Linked DNA regions of Mus musculus: region 1 is linked to region 2. The links are chromatin contacts, called in public promoter capture Hi-C maps. All regions are on one chromosome and are shown on one strand. Each heading gives the region's core, a stretch centred on a gene start, on an enhancer-like site or on the middle of the called end of the contact. The rest is flanking DNA. Distances are from core to core; before and after follow the strand shown. Region 1 holds the start of Ltb (lymphotoxin B). Region 2 holds the start of Msh5 (mutS homolog 5).

Region 1 (4,697 bases), core at 224-2,723, 150 kb after region 2:
GACGGTTCTGCTGGGATTACAGGCCCGCAGCACCAAGCCTGCTTGATTTCGTGCTGGGGACAAAGCCAGGGCCCTGGGCATGCAAGGCCAGTGCTCTCCCATGAACCACAGCCCTGAGCTACTTCTCATATCTTTCCAGGTTGTGACTATTACCTCATGTTACCGCTGAATTGTTCAAGTTAGTCTTTGTTTCCTCTTTTTTTTTCCTTGCCTCAGGAAGACAAAATTTACATCTAGTAAAATGTATGAAGCTGGAATTAGTTCTGTTTTGCCTGTTACAGAATCAAACCTACTAGCCAAGTGCCCTGTCAGGAAACTCTACTGCTATCCCAACACTGCCTTTTCGTCTCTCTGGGCCTCAGCATCTTCTTAGGGCTTTCCCATGGAGACGAAGTGGCTAGTGTAATAAAGACTGTAGTTCAGTGGCTAGCACATTCTTGGTGCCTTTGGTCAGTCAGCTGTATTCTACTAATATTGGTGTTGGTAATATTTTCCAAACGAGTTGTCTGGTCTGGGACATAGAGACTGCAAGGTCACCAGGAAGGGGACATGGCCTGAAACCTCTGTCCACCTTCCTCCGACCTGCTCTTCCCTAAACTCCAATCAGCTGCCCCTCGGGTGCCATTAATTCGGTTCCTGATGTTCATTGAAGTCAACAAATTTCTCATTCATTCATTCATTCATTCATACATTCATTTGCCCTGTCCCTCATTTATAAGTAGTTGATGCTTCCCAATGGAGGAGGCTCATTCTAGACAGACTCCCTTAAGGTGGAGTGTGCCTCTGTATTGCTTTATCAGGACAGAGAGAGAGAGAGAGAGAGAGAGAGAGAGAGGCTGAGCCCCCTTCATAAAGCCATAACCACTGCGGACCCACTTAATTCTGCCTTTCCCATCTGGTTTTAGAGACTGAAACAGGAAGAAGTCAGCCAGTGTGGGGAGAGGGTCGTATCAGGGACGCAGACACACAGCCGACCCTTGTTGGCCTCCCACTCCATCTCCTCACCCCCCCTCCCGTGTGTGTGTGTGTGTGTGTGTGTGTGTGTGTGTGCGCGCGCGCGTGCGTGCGTGCATGCATGTGTGCAGGTGCGTGTGTCTTTGCAGCCCTCCCTTCAGCACTGTAAGGTCCAGAAGCATGAAGAACACACGAGATACTTGGAGTCCTACCTGGCCATGACAACCTTGTTTGTTGCCTGGCCTTCTGCAAGCTCCCTTCCTTCCCTGGGCTTCATCTTCCCTCCCTGCCAAGCCCCTCTTCATCTTTACCTTGAAAACCTCTCTCTACCCCATCTCCTTCCCCAGTTCAGAGAACCCAGGCATCCAGCCACCCAACCCCGGCCCCAGCGCTGGGTAAACAGGAAGCTGGGTGAGGGGAGGAAGGGTGTTCGGAAAGTCCCCGGGCAGGGGGCAGGTGTGTGGGTCTGCGGGGGTGGGGGGGTCTACCCCTGAGGTATGAAAGCCCCTGCCCCGGTCCTAGTTCTGAGTCTGGATGGGGACACGGGGACTGCAGGGCCTGGGTGGGAGACCCCAGGGGAGGGGCTGCCTCTTGCTGGCTGTGGCAGGAGCTACTTCCCTGGTGACCCTGTTGTTGGCAGTGCCTATCACTGTCCTGGCTGTGCTGGCCTTGGTGCCGCAGGATCAGGGACGTCGGGTGAGTGGCTGCAACGGGCTCCAGAGGGCTGCCTCTTGTGACTGTTTATTTACTTATGGCTGTGCTTCTGCCCACCGCGCTCAGCTGGCCGCTCTCCCCAGAGGGAATGTCTGGTCTGTCTTTGCCTCTCCAGGCAATCCTAGCCTGAATTTTCAAGCCCCTTCCTGGTTGGCTTCTTTTCCAGATAACACTGCACTTGCGTCTCTCTGCCTGCATACATCGTCTTTGTTTGTTCTTCTAGCAAGATGCAGTCTAGGGAGGACACAGCAGGCCCAGGCCTTGGGGCTGGGCTCTACGGTGGGAGGGGTGGAGTTGCCATTAGCCAAATCTGACCTCTGGGCACTCTAACCCTACCTACCCATCCAGGTTGAGAAGATCATTGGCTCAGGAGCACAGGCTCAGAAAAGACTGGATGACAGCAAACCGTCGTGCATCTTGCCCTCACCCTCTAGCCTCTCAGAGACTCCTGACCCCCGTCTGCATCCTCAGAGATCCAATGCTTCCAGGAATCTAGCCTCCACATCCCAGGGCCCTGTTGCGCAGTCCTCTCGGGAGGCATCTGCATGGATGACCATCCTGTCTCCAGCTGCGGATTCTACACCAGATCCAGGGGTTCAACAGCTGCCAAAGGGGGAACCAGAAACTGACCTCAACCCTGAGCTCCCTGCTGCCCACCTCATAGGTAAGCATCTGGTAGACCGAAGAGTGCTGGCTATGTACCCCCACAGTAAGCGAGAGTCCTTTGGCTCTGCTATGACACTACTGGTACTTTCCCAACTCCTCCACCACCAACTTCTCCCTCGGTATGACTGACTGCTCAGGAAACAGGTAAAAACCGGCAGGGATCTCGCCACTTTAGTCCCTTCGGGTGATAGATAGCACCGTTATTCCTGCCCCTCCCCGCTAAGTACCACAGAAGGAGGAAGACCCCGCTCCTCCGCTCCAGGTCCCTGCTCATCCTGCCCGGGTCTCCGACCTAGAGATCACGGCCCGAGCGCTCACGCGTGTCCCTTTCTGCAGGCGCTTGGATGAGTGGGCAAGGGCTCAGCTGGGAGGCGAGCCAAGAAGAAGCGTTTCTGAGGAGCGGCGCGCAGTTCTCCCCCACCCACGGGCTGGCGCTGCCACAGGACGGCGTCTATTACCTCTACTGCCACGTCGGGTACAGGGGCAGGACGCCCCCTGCCGGCCGAAGCCGTGCTCGCTCGCTCACGCTGCGCAGCGCCCTGTACCGCGCGGGGGGCGCCTACGGGCGAGGTTCCCCCGAGTTGCTGCTGGAGGGCGCGGAGACAGTCACACCTGTTGTGGACCCCATCGGGTACGGGTCGTTATGGTACACGAGCGTGGGGTTCGGCGGCCTGGCGCAGCTCCGGAGCGGCGAGAGGGTCTACGTTAACATCAGTCACCCCGACATGGTGGACTACAGGAGAGGGAAGACCTTCTTCGGGGCGGTGATGGTGGGGTGACAGCCATCTGTATTCATTCCTGGAGGATCGACTGACGGTGCGAATGTGTGAATCGTGATGTCCGGGACCCCGACAGTCCCGAGCGGCCGGGGGCGTGGCGGGGGGGGGGGAGAACGGAATGTAGGACACGAATTTTGAAAATAAAGAATGTAAACTATGCCGGCCCTTGCCAGTGTCTTCACGGAAATGCAGACGTGGTTTTTGATTCTGGGACACGTGCAGGTGTGGCTGACCCAGCTTTGAACTGTGGACACCTGTTGCACCCACGTCCTGGCTCTAAGGCCAGGGCTCCAAGAGGGCGGAAGAAGGGACAATTAAACCCTGAGACTTCTGCCAGCACCCTGATTGCCAGGATGCTGAAAGGTTAGGGAGGTTGGTTGAGGTTTGTTAGCAGCTGCGGGTCGGTCAAAGAAGAAACGAAAGGAAAGATATTAGACTCACGGATTTTCCTAATCCTTATTTCTATCCTATCTAGTGTTAGGGGGTGAAACCAGGGCGAGAAAGGGTGGGAGAAAGAATCCACAAAGTAGCAAAGACCTGGTCCCCACAAGACCCCCTCACATACACCCTTGCTCCTGGCTTCTGCCTCTGTGAGGAGGAGCCAACAGGAGAAGGTAGGCAGGATTCGTTCCCAGAGAGAAAAACTACAAAGACTGTGGAACAAAGCTCCGTGGGTTGGGCCCATCAGTTCAGTTGGGCCTGATAGGTTATATGTATGTAGTATGTATGTAATGTATGTATGGATGGATGTATGCTCTATCTATCTATCTATCTATCTATCTATCTATCTATCTATCTATCTATCTATCTATCTATCTATCTATCTATAGTCCGGGTCTCATATATAGTCCTGGGTCACCTGGAACTCTCCAGGGCTGGGGCTAAAGGCATGGACCACCACGGGTTCTGACAGCCCTTCTTTAAGGGGCAGCAGGTCAGTCGCAGGCACGTTAAGGGGCAGACTAATGAAGAAAGCAAAGGAGCTGAAAATGGCAGGGGTGGGGTGGGGGAGGGGATTGTGTCCGAGGAGGAGGAGTTCCAGGAGGAAGCCGATGCCCTGGGGTCCTTTCTAGAAATGGAATGTCTTCACCTTTGGTTCACACAAAGTTGGGCAAGTGGGAGGCCCCTACGATGAGTAACAGCAGCCCCCCCCCCCCCACGCCATGGCTGGAGGAGGCAGAGGGGGACCCAGGCACTATCTAGGTCACCCCAGTGGGTCACCCCTACCCCCCACCCCACCCCAGCATACCACGTGGTTGGTTTTTCCCTCTCTACACGGGTGCAGGAAGGCCCAACCAACAAAGAGCCCACTGGGGTTTCATTTTCTCTTCTCTTCTCTTCTCTTCTCTTCTCTTCTCTTCTCTTCTCTTCTCTTCTCTTCTCTTCTCTTCTCTTCTCTTTTTTAAAAGATTTATTTATTTATTATATGCAAGTACACTGTAGCTGTCTTCAGACACTCCAGAAGAGGGAGTCAGAAGACTTGTTACGGATAGTTGTGAGCCACAATGTGGTTCCTGGGATTTGAACTCAGGACCTTTGGAAGAGCAGTTGGTGCTCTTAACCACTGAGCCATCTCTCCAGCCT
Region 2 (4,556 bases), core at 842-3,341:
GTGACTCAGGAGGCAAAAGGTCAAGATGGCAGGGATTGTGGATATATATGGAACTAATACTAATACTGCCCATTTCCTGTATTTCCTGTCCTTTTTGCAAACCTGGAAGTTTGCAAAGTAGGGAGTGCCTTATGGACCATGGTTCCCAGAAACAGTGCCGTTTCCTTTTTAATGCAACAAAGGACTTTGGCTCCAACGTTCAAAACTGTTTTTAAGAGTATCATCTCTCCATTTTCTTCCACTCCCCCATTCCTCACATACCTAACCCCATAGTTTCTCAGTAAGTTGTACTAAAGATAGTAAAGGTGCAGGAGAGATCTCGGGGAGACTCATGATGGGGTGTGGGAAGCAGCTTCCAGATAAGAGTACATGAGGCAAGGTTTCTGATAATAGGAGCTCCTTTCAGAGAAAGGACAGAGGCCCTGGGATGGGGGCTGGTAACATAAAAGGAAGGAGCTACCAAAATCCACGCTTGGCAGAAGTATGATTTCAGGTCCCTTTGGCTCTCTGTGCTCCTCGGAGGCTGTGGAGGCAAGAGGCCACAGTCTTGTACAGTTCAGGCCTGTCATTGTCCCATGCTCCCTCCCAGCCAAAGATTTAGTAGTCTATTTCCATTTCCCCTTCTCTATGCAATCCTTACCAAGCTTCCCTAGAAATCGAGTCATAGCCTCATCCTGTTTGGCACTTGTGACAACAGACTGGGGGTTGATTTCATCCAGAACTTGAAGAGAGAAGGAAGGTGCCTGATGAGTCGAAGGATATCTCCACTGTGACTAAGAGGAAAGTGGTGGCTCTCTTCCTGCCACTGTCTGTTCTCCTCAAGAATTTATCATCTTAGCCAGGCATGGTGACACATGCCTTTGACCCCAGCCCTTGGGAGGCAGGGGAATCTCCATGAAATCAAAATCTGCCTGATCTACACAATAGGTTTCAGGATAAACCAGAGCCACATAGTACATAGTGAGACCCTGTCTCAAAAAAAAACCAAAACCAAACTAAAGTTATTTTATGTCTGTAAGGGATGGTCTGCACACTGGGAGCGCAGTGGAGGAGACTTAGTAAAGGCACGGTGGGAAGGAACAAGAGTGTCCTGGAAACTATCACTAAAATCATGGTTTGCCAGGGACAAAATCTGTAGCATTTCACATACAGTAGGTACCTAATAAAGTTGTGTTGAATAAGTAATTCCTAAATCAGGTGACTATAAACTACATGAGGATGTATGAGTGAACACACGTCCCACCCCAGAGGAGAGGAATGCAGGGCTCTGTCGCACCTCTCTGGAGAAGCTTTAGGCTCTCGTGGTCTGGGGCATCTGGCATGAAGTGGATAGTGGAGTCACTAGTGTCATAGTAAGCAATGCCCAGGTATCCCGAGCTCCACAGCACGCACAGATGGATCTGTCCCGCGAGGAAGGAAAGGGGATCGATATCTGAATCCCTCGGAAGGGCATGGATTGGTCATCCCTTATTATTAATCATTTAACCAAATCTCGGAGATAGGCACTCATGGGGAGTTTAGTCAACGTGAAACGGGGTCGGCTCAGCCTCTCCCAGCCCTCCCAACTCCGCGGACACCTCGGCGGGCTCCTCCTCGTCCTCTTCCTCGATACCTCCAGGCCCCGCCATTGGGGGCTGAGGGCTGGGGAAGCTGGCTGAGGGGATTCCGGATCTGGGTCCGGGTCCCGGCGGCGTCCGGCCTGGGGTCGCTCTGAAAGCCATGGGCTCGGCGACTCTGAGGACATGGGAGGGGAAGGAGGTCCAAAAGCAGCATTCAGCAGGCGGCTGGTGCGCGGGCTTTCAGGGGACAGGCGCGGGGGCTGCCCCTTTAGGTTGGGAGCAGCTCCGAGCTACTGTCCCACCCTCATTCCTGTCACTCGAAGCCGTGCTTTGGAAGCTCTGACGGAGCGCGCTGTCACGTCAAGTCTCTCCCGCCACCCACGCCCTTACAGCCGCAGCGCGCTCTCCTGACCCACCCCCACCCCCTCCCCCACCCCCACCCCACTGGAGCCGCCAATTCGCAGCACTTTCCCGCCTTTTCCGTCACCTCAGCCGCGACGATCCACCTCCCTGACCAACCGCCGCAAGCCTGCAGCCTGTAGGCGTGGGCCGCGCGCGCTCGCCCCGCCCCCTTAGTGGCTGAAAGGGTCTGCTTAGCCATCCAACGGGAAGGCGGTGAGGACGCTAGATGTCGATTGGTCCGTTTGCATTGGGGGCGGTGCTAGAGTGTTCAAAATTCCCGCCCTCTGCCGTTGCTAAGCAGCCGTGTCGCAGAGCTTTGATTGATGTTGGGCGGAGCCCGCCCTAAACTAAGGTCCCCGCCTGGAAAAAGGGTCTGGGCCACGGTGGAGAAGGCCAGAGCCCGGAGGCCGACCTTAAAGGGCCAGAGGCAGTCTTCCTCCTTCCTGAAGAGTGGAGAGAAGCAACATTAATTCAACCTGTGCCAACAGCAACAACTCCGTTAATATTTGTACCCACTAAGTTAATATTTATAAAAAACTCAGAACAGTGCCCAGCAAACAAAGTAAGCGCTACATGAGTGTTTTAAATAAATAAGTGGAAGTAAGAACTAACTCCTGTTTCAGACCTACTTTGCCTGTTTCCTGATTGCAGGAGATGATCACCAACCACAGGAGCAACACGGGGCTTGATTATTTTGGAACCCCTGAAGAGGAAGTATAAGTATCTGAAAGACACTAAATTCTGAAAGTAGACCTAATTAGAACACATACAACCATACTACAGTCCTCTCACCCCTAAGGACACAGGGTATCTCTGACTGATGATCCATCTGGATGGGAAAGAAGGAGAAGGAAGGAGTTTCTGAGGGAAAGAAAAAAAACCATACTTTACAAAACAATAAACAAACAAACAAAAACTTCAGTGCTGGCTTAGCAGGTAAAAGTACCTTCAATTTTGTACCCAGATTGTCCTCTGTCCTCCATACCTGTGCTGCTTGTACACACACACTCACACTCACACTCACACACCACATAATTTTTTAAAAACTGTCCTAGCTACACTAAACTAAGATCCTGCCTGAGGTTCAGAAATGGCATGAGGTGACCTGGCTCTGCTGATCAGCGACTGGAAAAATCATCTCCAAAGGGGAGCAGGTCTAAGGGCTGGGTTAATGGTTACTCTTGGCAAATTATTGAGCAATGGAGTTATGGAAACCTGGAAGAGGTTATTGGTGACAGCTCTGGGGAGTGGCAGAGAGGGACACACCTTCCATTCTGGGGTATGAAGAGATTAGGGACTGGTTTACCAAGAAGAGGAAGGGATCAGACCCAGGAAGAGAAGGCAGCAGAAGAAAAGAAGAGCTGGAGAAAGAAGAAGTGGGAGCTCAGAGATAAGATGGCAGTCTACATTTTTTTTTTTTTTAATGCAGTCCTGGCTTCAAATCCAGGAGCACTGCTGGGTGATCCCAGGACAGAGCAGCCTGGAAAATAAAGGCAAGATAACGCATTTGTGTGTGCGTAGCAATTCAGGCAGCCACAGTCAATAGTGATGATCAGAGCAGCTGCGGCCATAAAGACAGCCAAGAGAGGCAGCCAAACCTGTTTGAATCTAAAGTTTCTCCCAGCGATCTAACTGTGAGCAGATTGCCCGCTGGCCACTTGCTGACCAGAGGGAAAAAAGGAGGTGTCTGGGAAATAAGGCTTCATGGAAGCCATCTCTCTTATCAGTGGGAAGAGGCTCTGGTGCAGATCTCAAGGGTCAGCATAGAGGGAACATTCTTAGGACTCAGCTGGGGCTCACGCATGAGTCAGTCTACAACTGTCTGCAACGCTGTAGTTCAAAAGCCCAAACACCAAGTATATTCTGCCTTCCTGGGGAGGAGAGAGATAAGCCAGCCCCCCCCCCCGCCCCCCGCGCCCCAGGGAGGAGAAAGCTCTCAGAAGAGGAAGCACAAGAGGAAACCACTAACTAACTGCTGTTCCAGCAAACATGCATCAATTCACCTCAGCCCTCCCTGCCTCTTTCAGTTTCCAGCCCAGTCTTTCCTCTCTGTCTTTCCAAGTCCAGAATATTTTCTTCAAATATGTCTGTATATGTGTGTGTGTGTGTGTGTTAGACTGAGAAGAAAAGAAAGCTAGTCGATAGTAGAGAAATTTAGAGTGTGGAGGTTAGATATTGGCAGACATATTTTAGGTTTTTTTGTTTTTTGTTTTGTTTTTGTTTTTTGTTTTTTCGAGACAGGGTTTCTCTGTATAGCCCTGGCTGTCCTGGAACTTACTTTGTAGACCAGGCTGGCCTCGAACTCAGAAATCTGCCTGCCTCTGCCTCCTGAGTGCTGGGATTAAAGGTGTGCACCACTATGCCTGGTTTTGTTTTTGTTTTTAAAAAAGGTAGAAGTAGTAGGCAGGGCAGTGGTGGCGCATGCCTGTAATCCCAGCACCTGGGAGGCAGAGGTAGTCGGATTTCTGAATTTGAGGCCAGCCTGGTCTACAGAGTGAGTTCCAGGACAGCCTCAACCACACAGAGAAACCCTGTCACTAAAAACCAAAATACACAAACACACACACACACACACACACACACACACACACACAC

The links. Capture Hi-C pulls out chosen DNA fragments and counts their contacts.
Region 1: a promoter capture Hi-C map of liver shows a contact between it and region 2. The contact joins the promoter of Ltb here to the promoter of Msh5 in region 2. A contact is called at or near these places in 6 of 39 promoter capture datasets (the C10 cell line, the HPC-7 cell line, cranial neural crest and 3 more), 1 of 484 Hi-C or Micro-C datasets (B cells), 6 of 115 datasets of contacts at active chromatin or transcription factors (the 230-238 cell line, CD8 T cells, the HPC-7 cell line and 2 more) and 3 of 9 other capture datasets (adipose tissue, liver and pancreatic islet).

The regions. Positions count from the first base shown.
Region 1 is chr17:35,193,034-35,197,730 of GRCm38.p6, forward strand. Ltb (lymphotoxin B) reads left to right here and starts at 1,474. Exons shown (of 3, transcript NM_008518.2): 1 at 1,474-1,650; 2 at 2,017-2,332; 3 at 2,671-3,272. The coding sequence starts at 1,489. The coding sequence ends at 3,113. Mir6973a (microRNA 6973a) reads left to right here and starts at 1,939; the gene lies at 1,939-2,016.
Region 2 is chr17:35,044,654-35,049,209 of GRCm38.p6, forward strand. It overlaps Msh5 (mutS homolog 5), which reads right to left and starts at 2,092. Exons shown (of 25, transcript NM_001146215.2): 1 at 2,047-2,092; 2 at 1,578-1,734; 3 at 1,277-1,400; 4 at 641-721; 5 at 461-523. The coding sequence starts at 1,721.